5 separate regions of the Mus musculus genome follow, and all the other regions are linked to region 4. A link is a contact called in public HiChIP or PLAC-seq data. All regions are on one chromosome and are shown on one strand. Each heading gives the region's core, a stretch centred on a gene start, on an enhancer-like site or on the middle of the called end of the contact. The rest is flanking DNA. Distances are from core to core; before and after follow the strand shown. Region 1 holds the start of 1700025H01Rik (a long non-coding RNA gene). Region 2 has its middle 12 kb from the start of Gm32998. Region 3 has its middle 59 kb from the start of Gm32998. Region 4 has its middle 100 kb from the start of Opa1. Region 5 overlaps Gm26562 (a long non-coding RNA gene).

Region 1 (2,700 bases), core at 43-2,542, 510 kb before region 4:
GGGGTTTGAGGCTTAGTCAAGGATGATCCAGTGATGGCCAGCTGCTTGTCAATGTTGAGGTGAGTGGCTGGGCGGAGGCTGGGGTTTGGCCAGGAGAAGACCTTGAGCCTGAGAGCAGGAGGAATTTTCTTATTTTCTCTCCTGCCACAGAGCCTGCAAATGTTTCTTACTTCAGCCTGTCTTCTGTCACTATTAATCTTTATTCATGACAGTTCTCAGCTGTCCTTGGAGACAAAGGTGACAGCAGCCCCCTCTGCCTCTCCCCCATCTCAGGCTGTGTCACTCATTCCCTCCCCCACTGCCCCCACCATGGGTGGCAGAAGGTACACCGTCTGGTTAGAGTGGATTTTTGTACATTCTGCAGGTTGCAGTGGTGCACGGGGACCTTGGCTGTGGGTATGCTGCCTTGTCGGGAACTCCCGAGAGCCATCCAAGGCCAGAGAAGAAGGGCAGAGGAGGTGGGTGGGATGGGTGAGGTCTCTTGCCAGCCAGCCAAGACTATCAGCTACTGGCAGATGCTGACACTGTACCTGGCCCAGTGAGTAGCATTGGCAGACAGGGCTGGCAGGGCTTTCTCCCATCAGATACTCCTACGCTCTCACTGGTGAATTCAGTGGCACACAGTTCCTCTTCTTCACCATGATATAAAGAGAGACATGGGCTGTAAAAATGCCTGACCCTGCAGGAGGAGGATGGGCAGAAGGCAGAGATAGGCTCATACATGGTTACGAGGGAAAGGTCAGAGGCGAAATTTTCCTTAGAACCAACCTCCATCCCCTTCTTTATGGTTAGGAAACTGAGGCTGGGAGAGGGGCAGGGACTCCCCCAGAGGCAGAGTCTGACACCCCCATCCTGACATCCTACCAACTCTGCGGCCCAACCAGGCCAGGCCATGGGCGTCTACTGTAATCACAACCAAAATCAAGCCATTCAGCTGATTGTTGAGCAGGTGAATTGTTGAAAGGATATTTCCTGGTTAACGGCACCTCCCAGGGCAATGTGTGTCTTTCCCATCCTTGGCTTTTAAGAGAAGGCAAGACGGACGGACGGACGGACAGACGGACGGACAGTTCTTTAGGAGGTTTTCTTGGTGTCGGTCAGTGTCCACGTGGAGGGATTTTAGGTCCAGGAACAGAGTCATTCTGGCCTCCACTGAGCGCACCAATAGGTACTTAGATGAGAGAGGAATCTGTGTTGTGGGTGGACTATCATGGCACATACGCATTCATATACACTCTCACACATACACCACACACATGCACTCATACACACTCTCACACATATACCACACACACACTCAAACACACTCTTACGTACACCAAACACACACACATAAACCACGCATACCACACACACACACCACACACACACACACACACGTATGCACTCACACACATTTACACACTCACTTCATTCACATTCACACACATATTCACATACTCATACTATACACATACATATACACTCACACGTCACAAACACACAGCACACACAACATACACATACACACTCACTTGCAAACACATATACCACAAACACACATATACCACACACACAGTCATATACACTCTCACACACATATTCCCATATACATATTATACTCACACTACATACTCACACACACACATATACACACACACATACTACACATTCACACATAACACACACACACATTCACATATAACACACACACACACAGAAGCCTTCTGGCCTGACAACATCCTTAATGGGAGTTTGAAGGGAGCTGATGAAGGAGAGAATCTAGGTTTGTCTGCAGGATTTGACATTGGAGCTTAAGACATCATATTTTTTTTTTACTATTGCATGCACTTTCCCAAGGCTACCCCACCCTGCCACTCTGTTCTGGCCTTTGTCACCTGTCCCTTATCCTGGCAATAGCCCCCAGATTGGGTTTTCCCCACAACAGTCTGTTTTACTGACATTTAAATGTTAATAGGGAGAAAAAGAAATATGTACACATGTGCATACACACACACATGTGCACACTACACATATGAAGAACAAACAAACAAACACAAGAGGACACTCTCTAAAGAAATACACTAGGTAATGACATAGCAGGCAGGAAAGGCTTCCTGGAGATGGCCCTAGAGCTGAAGGCAGACTTTCATCCTGGCTGCAGAAGGAAGAGGCTAGCTAGAGAGATAGCATGAGTAGTGGGATTGCTGAGGCCAGCAGAGAGAGAGAGAGAGAGAGAGAGAGAGAGAGAATGAGAAAGAGAGAGAGAGAGAATGAGAGAGAGAGAGAATGAGAGAGAGAGAGAGAGAGAGAGAGAGAGAGAGAGAGAGAGAGAGAGAGAGAGAAGACCACACACGGTGGGTCTCCATAGCAGGATGTGCCACATCATGCGTATCTCCTTCTAGTTCGTGTGTAGCAGTGTCTAGTGGGAAGAGACCTGTGGCGGAAGGAAGGGTATTGATCTAGATCTGACCTGCTTCGGAGGTGCTGCAGGACAGGCCTCAGATGAGATGCTTTCTGCCTCTGGGGAGCTCCTTCCTGTCCTGCCCTCTGCTGTTCCTCTCCTGCGTGATGTTCGACCATGACACCTCTAAAAAGCACGGCTACTCCAGGGCTTGGCTATTGTGAGCTAGATGAAAACAAGACACAGCATAATCCAGGTGTCGAGATGCATTTGCCTGAAGAAACCCAGTACCCTTCCACATGAGCTGCACTTTGCTG
Region 2 (2,852 bases), core at 77-2,576, 400 kb before region 4:
AGGCTACATTTTACCCGACCTCTCTTAAGTCTCACTTGCTTACCCAACACAGAGTTACAGAGTTCTGGAGCTGGAAAGCGCCTTCGGGACCATCGAAAACAATCTAATCCTCCAATCTCACTGTTTGATGAAGAGGTGAAAAACTCAGTTTCAATCATGCGGGACTGATTGGTCGTAGCACTGGTCTCTAAAACCTGTCAATGGATAGTGTGAGCAGGCGCCCAGGTTTACCCGGGAGAGCCCTTGGTCCAGTATATTGCCTGGGTGTAGTTATTGATAATCACTCCTTTGCTTCTCCTAAGGAACAGGTTCGATGATGAGTAGTGTAGCCAGTGCTTGGTAATGCTTTCCGCTGTGTGGGCGCCAGTGTGGAGGAAGGGACAGAGGACATTCTCAGAGTTACACTCACAAGCTCATGAAAGCATCTGTAACTTCTCAAGCATGAGAAAGAAAATAGGTTGTCAGGTCTGAAGGGTCTAGAAATACGCTGCTCAGATGGTACATAAAACCCTCCCTCCAGTGCTGTTTGGCTGACCCAGCCTCCAAGGTGCTTCTCCTTTCTCGGCCTCCTCTCCCCAAACTCATCGGCCAATATCCTACTGCTGTGGTCCTGGAGGCCATTGGGGTCTTGGGTATATTTTCCTTCTGTGGAACGTTCCTTTACCTGCCCCTCCCCCACCAATGTTCCCAGATACTTCCTTTAGAAACATTTGTTCCCTGCCCCCCACCCCCGCTCTGGCCCCCACTCTTTTTGTTGTTGTTGTTGTTTTTCGAGACTGGGTTTCTCTGTATAGCTCTTGCTGTCCTGGAACTCACTTTGTAGACCAGGCTGGCCTCGAACTCAGAAATCTGCCTGCCTCTGCCTCCCAAGTGCTGGGATTAAAGGCATGCGCCACCATGTGGCCCCCACTCTTGATATCCACAGGCGCTCCCTTTGAGCTTGTTGGGGGAGTGTCTCCTGCCTGGACTGTGAGCAGTCTCAGGGGCAGGACAGTCAGTAAGCTCTAAGTACTGAGGTTGGTACAAGCAGAGGGCACAGGTAAATTCATTAAATTCATTCAAGAATGATTTACTGAGGATTACAGTTGGGTCCAAGCACACCACTGTGGGGTCCCAGCTCATGACCACGGAGCTGTTGCCCAGTTCTGCCAAGATAATGTATGGGCCTATGCGCTATATGCTGTTAGGTCTCAAGGCTAATGGCTGAGGTGCCTATTTAACACACCAAAGAGGACCTAGCTGCCGCCTAGTCAGTCCTAGCATTCCTCAGTCCTTACCTGGCAGACCCCACCCTGTCCCCTGAACTTCTCTAGCTCAGGGGCTGGGCTGCCCTTCCCTATATGATCTTGTCATTTCCGTTACCTAGCCCTTCCGTCTACCCTTTCCCCTCCTGGCCTCTCCTCCCTCCTCTCCTGACATGGCTCAGGGCTACACTCCCTCTGAACTCTCCCAGATGTCCCTGCCTGTGGCTATGCTCTCCCTTTTATGTGCAATAAGCTTTCTCCTCCACCATACCTAGAAGGAGTCATGCTTTTCTTCTTTTATCCCACTCCCACCCCCACCCCGTTCATACCCCCATGTTTGTTTCTTTCCTGGAATTTTGCACTCCTTTAGGAGAAAAAAAATAATCAGTCCATTAGTCTTTCCCACAAAGTTTATTTCTGAACTAACAGCATAAATCTCTGATCTATTTTAAAACAAGGAAAGGGAGGTTAAAATAACTTTTTCAAGGCCTCTGGAGTCAGTAGTTATTCCGATTGTTAAGCCCTGTGCCTTGGACCCTCACTAGCTCAACACTGGGGAAGGAGGTGCCCTGGGCACAGCCCAACCTTGTCCTTGCCTTCTTAAGTTCAGGGTCTTCCCCAGCAGTGTTTTTGAAAGGTAGGGCCGTGTTTGTGGCTGAACCAGCAAGGGCTTTTCCTGAAGGCTTCCCAAGGCCGGCATCAGAGCTGACCAGGAGCCATGCTCAGTCTCTTGTGAGGCAGTCTCTGGTTTTGGGTGAATGGTGTGTGAAGTTTCTGAATGGAGATGGAAGACACACACGCTGGGGACCTAGTGAGTCCAGGTCCAGAGGAGCTTGCCCGGTGTTATGGGAAGCAGGAGACAGAGGGAGCTAGGGAACAGGCGTACATGTCAGGGTGGGGTCGGGAGGAAGGAGAGCGGGGGAGGAGAGGAATCTGGGCTCCAGTTGTGGAGAGGGAGGAAAGATTAGAACTTGTATTATTCAGATTACTGCAAACCATTCTCACACTCTCCCCACCCACCGCACCACCCTCACCTCAATTCAGTCATCCTCTAAATGCCAGCCCCAAACCTTGCTTTGGCTTCCTTCATTCAGAGGTTGGGGCCACTTCTCCCTAATTACTCGAGGACTCTCCTCTGGTCTGAGAAGACTGTGGTAAGATGCACACAGAAGGGAAAGGTGATCTTGCCAAGGGAGCTGGTCTTCCCAGGCCAGGCGACTGTGTCCGTCATCTAGGGATCTTGTGCTGTCTCCTCCAATGAACTTCCTCCAGCTCTGAGCAACCGTCTGATTCCACCATAGCCCTTTTAACTAACTCACAGCAAACATGAAGCCATAGAGGGGATAAAGCGTGACTTGGAGGTACAGAGAAAGGCCAGCTGCCTTCAGGGAGCCTGTCTCCAGGAGCCCTGATCACTCTGCCAGGGCCTCATTCCAAACTGCCTTGGGCCTTCTCCTCCACCCTACAAACTTCCCCATGGGAGAGGGAAAGGGAAGGATCTCCTGAGCCTTAAAGGCCTGAGGGTGAGAAGCTGAATTTGGAAGTGCTAAATCGGAGTGTGATTGGATTCTCTTGGACAGAATCCCTCACCAGACATCACTCCAGGAA
Region 3 (2,700 bases), core at 34-2,533, 450 kb before region 4:
TCCTTTCCGGGACTTGGTTTGTCTCTGCAAAAAAAAAGATGGGAATGCTATCACCTACTAAGGAAAATTGTCATATGGAATGAGAGCTCAGTGACTAAATCATGTGTGCCAAGTCCCCAGCGCTGTGTGAGTCTTCTGCAGAACTTGCTAACAGGAAGGATTTTGCTCTAGGTCCTAGGCTGGCCGGGCACTCTGCATCACTTCATGCAGCAGAATGAATTATGTTCAAAACAACTATAGAAAACCAACATTGGAAGCTTGGGGTGCGGCTCAGAGTTAGAGCACTTGCTGAACACACAAAGGCTCTAGGTTCAATTTCCCCCGTACTCAAGGAAAAGAAGTCTAACTTTAGATTTAATGCAGTAATGTAGAGGTCAACAGGAGTTCTAATCTTGACTCCCACAGTGACTTTCCTGTGTGTTCTTAGGCAACTTTCCTTTCTCTTCAGCCTGAGCAGTTTCTTTAGAGAGATGTCTTTGGCCCCTCACCCTCCATTACTTCACACAATATTGTCTTGTGATATACCCTTCCAGAACAAGCCCTCCCCACCTGCTGCTGTGAGCCAGCCTGTCCTGGCACCAGCTTCCTTGGAGCCTGGGGTTCAGGCTGCTGGCCTCTGGGGGCAGAGTGGGAGACCAGCCCTCAATACAGTCTTCTGCAGTGGAATGCAAAACAGATCTGGCCTTGGTTCCAGCTAACACCAGGGAAATGGCTGTAACCTGCCATCTTGTCAGCGTAGGGCCCGGGTGATTAATGACTCTTTAATCCCATAGCGCAATACCTGACAAAATATGCTCGGGCCAAAAAGGCAGAACAAACCTAATTAGCCTGGTCAACCCACTCCCAAGGTGTGGGTTGCTAAGGATCCCCAGGGCTTGGAGAGCAAGCCTCTCCCTCCCTGTCCCTTTCAGGTCTGTGAAAGAATCAAGTGGCCACAATGGGAAGGGGACTCCATTAAAAGGCGGGGGGCTGGCCAATGAATAAACATGCAGGTTACCGTGTTGATATTACACTGAATACGATTCTGAAGTGGGGTGCTTGGGCCTCGGAGGCCGGCGCCCCGGGTATTGTGCTGGGGGAGGGACTGGCCATTTGAAGTCAAGGTGAGAACATACTGGGGGCAGATGGAACCTGCTTTGTTTGTGAAAGAGTTTTTCTGCTATTTATGCTAATGAATGGGAAATACTTCTTGAGCATTTCAGATGGTTCTGTAATGAGGCCCGGCAGAATGTGCCAACATTGTTGGCCCTAGACAATCTTCAACTCCCTCTCAGCACATTAGCAGCCCCTTTCTTTACAGGAAGGCCCTGAGAGGGTGAAAGAGGACAATGGGGGAAGAGTGAAAACACCACAAAGACGGGCTTTTGTTTCCCGGTCCTTTGAACCCTCTCAAAGGCCTGGTTTCAAGGGGTATGTTGGGCCTGCCTTTCAACGTCGCTGAACCCGGAATCCCCTGTTGTTTAGCAACATAGAAAGCTGACCTTAATTGACTCCACTTCTGAGCAGGCTTTGTAAATCACTCTGCCCGGACTGAAATTTCCTGATGGTGTCTGTGGGCGAGAGAGACTGTCTGTACCCAGGACACCAATTCGGTCGTATGTGTGCACACACCATGGCTTACAGCTGACCACTCTGGATAGACATTTATTCACTTTTATTCTCACAAGGACTCCACCTTCCCAATGAGGAATCCTGACTCCATTTTAGAGGTAAGCAAGTTGAGGCTCCCAGAGGCTAGGAGATCTGCTGAGAGCCTTAGATCAAGAAGGGAGAGGATCTGGGACTTGTCCCTTCTTGCAGCACCACAGATGGTCCGGGCTCTAGAGTGTGTGCTTGTGTCAAAAGAGATCCCTTCCATGATACGTTTCTTTAACTGATTCTTTTGCAGAGGAAGAAGAACACCACGAGGCTATGGTTGCGCTCTGGGTTTCCTCTTTTGATTCTCGTCATCTTAGCGTTTCCTTGATAAGGCTCCCCTTCCTCTGTGTTCTGGCTGCACAGTGCTGATTTCCACCCATCCTTCCCCTTCGCACCCAGTGTCATTTAGCAACTCGGTCTCCAACAGAGAAGGTAGGGAGGCTCCACCTTCTGTGTGGGGATGATGCATCATTGGGCCTTGTGGGGTCCAGGGTGTAGTGAGGAAGGGACCCAATTGAGCTTACCTGAGACACCATGTCTACACCCTTAAAGTCCTTAGACCTGTAAGTGTGAGAGTTAAATGACACGTGACCACAAGGTCCTTCTGATAGGCCCCGTGCTTAGAAGAGGGCATGTTTATATCAGTGCTCTGATAGCACAATCTTGATATTCTTGTGGATTTTGTCTCTATTTTGTGAATGGAGTCCAGCAAGACAGTGGGGCAGGCGATACCAGAACAACTGCCATTACTTGCTTCTTCATCCTTGTAGAGCATCCTATGTGCTCCAGGGCTACAGGATCCCAGGAGTCAGAGATACACAAGTGCTTTATGGCTTCATTTGAGTAAATGGGGCACTAGTGGTCTCAAGAGGCTGTGCCTTCCATTCAAACTAGACTGGAGATTCCAGACTACAGGACGGCAGCATCTGAAGAAACACCAATGACCCAAAGACCCCATGATATCCTTTCTTACTCACAGGCCGCCCGGCTATTGACACCAAGAAGCTTCCAGAGGAGGGGTCACCTGGGTGAGCCCCATTCTGAAGAGGCTGGAGCATGTGA
Region 4 (2,700 bases), core at 13-2,512:
CTCTGGTGGCAGCACTTCCCAGTCTATCCTTCCAAACCTGTTTTGGTCCAAGCTTTGCTCCTCTCAATAGCTCTAGAACAAAGGACTTGTACTTCCGGTTTGTTCTCTGTTCCTTGGTAGCCTGTCAGCCCAACTACAACCTTGAGCAGCAGCACCAGGGGGACAGATAAGAGATTTGACTTGAGAGGGTGACTTGCCACAGAATCAAGAAAGACCTTTGGTGGGTACTGCCAACCCCTTCCCCATACTTATGAATTGGTCCCCTGGTTCATTTACTGCTGGGCAAGTGCTCCCAAAATGTCCCTGTAATTGTGGAGTACCTCAGAGATCCTAGGGAGCAACGAACCTCAGTTCCACATCCTAGAGCCAGGCTCTGTTTTCTGAGCTGAGAGATTGTATTATTTTAGAGATGGATCTAAAAATACAGGAGCACACACACACACACACACACACACACACACACACACACACACACGAGCACACGCCTGTTCGTGTTTGTTCAGCAAACGTGTCTACCCTCTTTTTCTCACTCCTCTCCCCCCATCCCCACCCCTCCCGTGTTTGTACTGGGTACCAGGGAGGCCTCTCACGGGCATACAGAGAAGAACGGATACACAGAAAAAAACGATGCCTGGCTTTGGGAGCACCATCATGCCCCTGTCCTGAGCAGCGAGCATTTGGCATCGCAGCTGATCACAGGAGACACCGCCTCAAAACAGAAAGCCAGCCTCCCCCATTCAGAGAGAGGAGAGGTCACAGAGACCCAGCCACTGACCTGCGGGCCTCTCACTCACTCGTCTGATCACGTGCAGCTCCCAGGGGACTCCATTGTCTGCAGGGACAAGCTGGGGTTCATTTGGGAAACTGTCTCTGGGAATGGAAAAGGAGATTTCAACCGTGGAGTTAGACTTTTGTGTTCATACAACTGTGTTTTGTTTGGGGGTTTTGTTTTTTTCAAATAATGCTACACAGAGAACCCTAAGAAAGTCCCCAAGCCGAAACAGACAGGCACATCGCTTCTTTTTATTCTATCAGTCAGGGGGGAAAGAGTAAAAAAAAGAAAGAGAGGGAGAAAAAAAGAAATGAAAGCAAGGAGAAAGAAGCCCCTTGAGCCCCCTCCCCAGTCCTTCCCACCAGCCACGTGGTTTGCACAATTAAATCTCAATAGCTCCTTCCTGGGCATTGTGAGGGCTGTGATTGCCCCATAAGGAGAGTCTCAGCGGCATGCAGAGGGACTTGGCTCTCCATAGCAGAGTTGAGGGTCACGCTGTCTCCACAGCTCCTTCCGGCAGCACCTAACTACACAGACTCCTTCCAGGTCTGAGTGGTTCCCAGCAGCGGGGGAGCCTGGCAGGAAGCGTCGTGGGCTCCAGCCATGGAAAACCTGTCTGGCCATAAAGAATGCAGAGGACACTGACATGCCAGCTTCGCTTGCTTCTTTTTCTGGGGTTACAATGAGTTCATCGCCAGCGCTAGGTTGGTTTGTAGCAAAAGCTGGGACTTCCTCTTCCACCCAATAGAAATCGTGCAGAGTCTTAAAAACCCCATATTTTCCATCGAAGAAATCCTGAATTTTCAAATTCCCTCTTAATAAAATTGCAAGCTCAGGAACAGGTGAACATCTTAAATCTGAAGCCTCATGTGGAGCAGGCCTTAGTGACGTCAGAACCAGAGGAGGGGTGGAGCCCTAGGCTGGGGGGCGTGTCTCCCTTTCCCTTTCCCTGTTCTCCTTGTTTCCTGGGCCACCTGCGGAGAGCTTGCCTTCCTTTGTCCCTTGACCCCTGCCACTCATCAACAACTCTCTTCCTGGAGACCTTGTCCACTCCTACTGCCTCCACCATATTTCTCTATCTCCATGTCTCTGAGAGTAACCTGCCTAGACCCGCTGCTTTCGGTAATTTTCAGCCCCTATCTCCCGGTCTCCATCACGTTTTGCTGCATTCTCTCGTGTGGTGTTTTGCCGATTCTGTTTACCTGCCCACCACCCTAGGTCTGTGGGTGTCCGCTTTCCTAAAGCGTCATCCCTTTAACACAGTTGTTCATGTTGTGGTAACCCCAATCAAAAACGTATTTTCGTTGCTACTTTATAGCTGTAAATTTGCTACTATTTCGGATTGTAATATAAATATTTGTGTTTTCCAATGGTCTTAGGCACCCCCCCCTCCGTGAAAGGGGACTCCCAAAGGGGTCTCCATCCATAGGCTGAGAAACACTGCCCTAAGGGAGCAAGTATCCCTCCAGAGTGGTGTCTGAGATGCCTTACTCTGGGAGGCAGCGACAGATCTGTGAGTTCTAGGTCCGCATGGTAAGTTCTAGACTAGCGCAAACTACATAGTAAGAGCCTATCCAAAAAATTAAAAAAAAAAAACATATGTACATATAATTCTGGGAAGTGTCACTTCCTAAGGCATTCCTGCCAAAACGTGGGAACTAATTTGACAATTCACATAGCAAGATAATGTACGTGAACACACACACACACGTATGACACATATTCACAATTCACATATATACAAAACTACGGTCTTTCTGGTGTCATGGCTGGGGCACAGTTCTGTGGGAAGAAGAGTTCTAAAAGAGAACTGAGCACACTGGTGTGTGAAATGGACAGCTGTGCTAGAGGAAGCGTGTGCAGTCAGTTTGGATGGGAAAGTCAAGGCAGACATCAGTGACCATCTGCGTGAGTAGATGGAGCCTTTG
Region 5 (2,700 bases), core at 125-2,624, 490 kb before region 4:
GAGAGAGAGAGAGAGAGAGAACTGGCTTCTTCTAGACAATATTGCTGGGCATAGCCTAAATCTGTGCCTGTGTGTCTGTCCTGGTTCTCGGTGTGTGCACACCTATGTTTTCAACACCCTTTATGCTAAGGTGGTCATAGGTAGTTAGGTGTACACCATAGGCACTTAGTAGGTGTGCACTTGCAGAGCTGTGCTGGAGTGCAGAGGTCAAGCCGGTCACACGTGGCCTGTGTGTATGTGCTGTCACACACAGGGGCACTCTGCTCCCTTCTCAGATGTCTTGGCTGTGGCTTTGACAACTGAAACCCAGCTGCGCTCTGGCTAGGGAAACATCCGCTGTGGAAACCTAAGGCTGACAGTCCCTAAAGAGGGGTTCCACATGCTGCCAGCGAGCTCGCCTGGCCCTCCGCCTAATTCCCTGCAAATGCTCCTTAAATCTGTTTCTAATTTGGACGTTGCCTCCTCCCGTCCTCACCAAGCCTTCCCACTCTCACAACCTGCCCCAAGCCAGTCAAATTATGCTGAATAATGGCTGCAGAGGGGAGGGGTTGTGAAAGATCTACTCTGGACTGTTGGAGGGCGTAGTAGTGTCCCTTATTATTATTATTTTTTAAATTTATACAGAGAATGGTTCAGGAATCAAGAGTAATAAATAATTTGGGCTAACGTTACAGCCACTTTGGGTCACTTTGGGGAAGAACTCAGTAATGGTCACGCCCCGCTGTCCTCCGTGTTTAAGAAAGCCCATGTGCATGTGTGTACAGATACAAAGCGAGGGAGTTCCTTTCAAAGGAGGGGGCCTCGTCCGCAGGGATCTCCAGCTGTCTGAGCAGAATCCAGATGTTCTGGGTATAAAGGTTCTAAAACAAAATATGCCATCCATATATTTTACAGTCCTGTGACAGGCTCAGCGCCTAGAAGCCCAAGCTCATGGGAAACGGTATACAAAGCTGGAGGAGAAAGAAAGCGGGTAGGGTTGTTATGTACATACACACAGTACACACTGACAGGCTTGTCCAAGTAGAGAAAGGAGGGGTGGGGGCCAGAGACGATGATCGGAGCTTGTTTGTGTTGGGGGCTGGGAAGTGACTGGTGATACAGTTGCTTTGAGGGTTAGTGTGCTCATGGAAATAGTGCGTGTGCTCTTTAAAGCCAGGGAACTTGGCCTTCTGACCCCCTTTGGTACCAAGCAGACCAGTGAGCTGGGAAGATGCCGGGGAAGACTTGAGTCAACTGTGCTTTGTGGCCAGGTAGCTGAGGAAGTCTAGAGGAGGACCAAATCTTGTGTCTGGCCTTGGCAGGACTCTGCGAATGAGCATCATGTGCCTCCGCTGCCTCATCCCTGAGCGTTAGCAGCTGCGGTGCTATGGAGGTGATTCGCGCATGCGCCTTTAGTGTGTGTGTGTGATGCTGCCGGGCCTGGCCTGTTGCCTGCCCCTCAGCTGGTTTGGCAATTGTGGGAAGGTGGGGTTTACAGCCTCGGGCCACCGGGAAAGCTGCGAGGCTGTCAAGACCCAGAGCCACACGCTTCTCCATGTGGCTGCCAAGGAGGCTGGAAGAAACCGCGCTGAGCTCAATGACACCCCAAGGACTTTGCTCTCCTTTCCCTACCACATGGCAGACACGGCCACCAGGAAGCCCTGCGAAGAAAGGGGCGGATGTGGCCACCCTTCTGTGTGCCCAGGCCCTGTCTCTTATTTCACCCAGCAGACACTTCCCCCTCCTGTCTTTCCCAGTTTTAAACTGTTGCCACTTAGTTATGTGCAATGCTAAAGGCTCGTCCCAACCCTTGTTTAGCGTCAGGAACACATCCGGAGGTTCTGTCTGCAGAGAGAATTAACTGGCTGAGACTGGTCCCCGCACCCGCCCTGCCTTGGAATTAGCTGTTCCTTCATAGTTTCCACCCCGCAGTGTCTCCTGGGCCTTGGTTCCGACCCATGTCTTTGAGGAGAAGAGAAGGTTACAGTCTCTAGAAACTTCCCAGGAACTTTCCAAGTTTTGTCCACTTCTTCCCAGATGGGACAAGGATGAGCTGACCTTGGGGGACACAAAATGGTAAAGCAGCTGCCTAGGGCACTCTGGCTTTCTGAGTTCTCTATAGAGAATGGCTAACAGCAGCATGTCTTTTAACTAGTTCTGAGCAGCAAATGAACCACTCTCCTGTGTTCAAAACACATGCTGTTGGTGTGTGTTATAGCAGTGAACTAACCGCTAAGTGATTAAGTAGGAAATTTCACTTCTCTGACACATACAGGGAGAACCAATTGCCAAAGTTGCCTGTTCAGTAAATAGCAAGTATAGGACCAGAAAAGGAGGTCAGCAACAGCTCTACCAAATAATGTTAAGACCCCCACCCCAAGCCCCCCACTACCTCTAACTTCCAATAGGTTTGGGAACTATCAGCATAAGTTCCATAGGTTTCTTGGCTCAGCCCTCCTCAGGATGTGAATGTTCTGTGATGGCGCAGTGACCTCCAGCCCTGGGGGGGTTTCCCTAATGTTGGGAGACGGAAGCCTTTCCTCTCAGAGCACTGGGCGGAGAGGTTAAACTCCAGCTTTCTGCCTGTTGTGATGTGATGAATGCTGAAGCCCCTGGGACGTTAGTTAAGAGGAGGTCCTAAGTCAGTGCCACAGGTGTCAGTGTACCAGAGAACATTCCTGTATGGAGCCTGGCAAGAAGTGCAGAGGGAGACAAGTGAAG

The links. HiChIP or PLAC-seq counts read pairs in DNA pulled down with a chosen protein or histone mark.
Region 1: an H3K4me3 HiChIP or PLAC-seq map of embryonic basal ganglia shows a contact between it and region 4, with 6 times the contacts expected there. The contact joins the promoter of 1700025H01Rik here to the enhancer-like site in region 4. A contact is called at or near these places in 1 of 15 datasets of contacts at CTCF or cohesin (large pre-B cells), 2 of 484 Hi-C or Micro-C datasets (bone marrow-derived macrophages and embryonic stem cells), 15 of 115 datasets of contacts at active chromatin or transcription factors (acute myeloid leukemia, bone marrow-derived macrophages, differentiating embryonic stem cells and 9 more) and 2 of 9 other capture datasets (embryonic stem cells and embryonic tail).
Region 2: an H3K27ac HiChIP or PLAC-seq map of embryonic stem cells shows a contact between it and region 4, with 6 read pairs. The contact joins two enhancer-like sites. A contact is called at or near these places in 1 of 15 datasets of contacts at CTCF or cohesin (the NIH/3T3 cell line), 2 of 484 Hi-C or Micro-C datasets (bone marrow-derived macrophages and uterus) and 10 of 115 datasets of contacts at active chromatin or transcription factors (embryonic basal ganglia, embryonic hindbrain, embryonic stem cells and 4 more).
Region 3: a contact with region 4 is called in an H3K4me3 HiChIP or PLAC-seq map of embryonic basal ganglia, with 3 times the contacts expected there. The contact joins two enhancer-like sites. A contact is called at or near these places in 1 of 484 Hi-C or Micro-C datasets (nephron progenitors), 7 of 115 datasets of contacts at active chromatin or transcription factors (bone marrow-derived dendritic cells, embryonic basal ganglia, embryonic midbrain and 2 more) and 1 of 9 other capture datasets (embryonic tail).
Region 5: a contact with region 4 is called in an H3K27ac HiChIP or PLAC-seq map of embryonic stem cells, with 4 times the contacts expected there. The contact joins two enhancer-like sites. A contact is called at or near these places in 1 of 484 Hi-C or Micro-C datasets (embryonic stem cells), 14 of 115 datasets of contacts at active chromatin or transcription factors (acute myeloid leukemia, bone marrow-derived macrophages, differentiating embryonic stem cells and 9 more) and 1 of 9 other capture datasets (embryonic stem cells).

What each region holds. Positions count from the first base shown.
Region 1 is chr16:30,191,196-30,193,895 of GRCm38.p6, reverse strand. It overlaps 1700025H01Rik (a long non-coding RNA gene), which reads right to left and starts at 1,292. Exons shown (of 3, transcript XR_003951867.1): 1 at 531-1,292; 2 at 1-108. All of the region lies in intron 2 of Gm26562 (a long non-coding RNA gene), which reads left to right.
Region 2 is chr16:30,080,710-30,083,561 of GRCm38.p6, reverse strand. No RefSeq gene overlaps it. Among named protein-coding and RNA genes, the nearest start is that of Gm32998, 12 kb to the right of the region's middle. Within about 2 kb of position 1,326, at least 30 of the 459 cell types and tissues checked have an H3K27ac peak or open chromatin away from gene starts, as enhancers often do. A contact at or near this core is called in embryonic stem cells, where this site is marked.
Region 3 is chr16:30,128,259-30,130,958 of GRCm38.p6, reverse strand. No RefSeq gene overlaps it. Among named protein-coding and RNA genes, the nearest start is that of Gm32998, 59 kb to the right of the region's middle. Within about 2 kb of position 1,283, at least 21 of the 459 cell types and tissues checked have an H3K27ac peak or open chromatin away from gene starts, as enhancers often do. A contact at or near this core is called in embryonic basal ganglia, where this site is marked.
Region 4 is chr16:29,681,768-29,684,467 of GRCm38.p6, reverse strand. No RefSeq gene overlaps it. Among named protein-coding and RNA genes, the nearest start is that of Opa1, 100 kb to the right of the region's middle. Within about 2 kb of position 1,262, at least 67 of the 459 cell types and tissues checked have an H3K27ac peak or open chromatin away from gene starts, as enhancers often do. A contact at or near this core is called in differentiating embryonic stem cells, embryonic basal ganglia, embryonic forebrain and 4 more, where this site is marked.
Region 5 is chr16:30,170,630-30,173,329 of GRCm38.p6, reverse strand. The region is part of intron 2 of Gm26562 (a long non-coding RNA gene); the gene reads left to right. Among named protein-coding and RNA genes, the nearest start is that of 1700025H01Rik, 21 kb to the left of the region's middle. Within about 2 kb of position 1,374, at least 90 of the 459 cell types and tissues checked have an H3K27ac peak or open chromatin away from gene starts, as enhancers often do. A contact at or near this core is called in embryonic stem cells and neural tube, where this site is marked.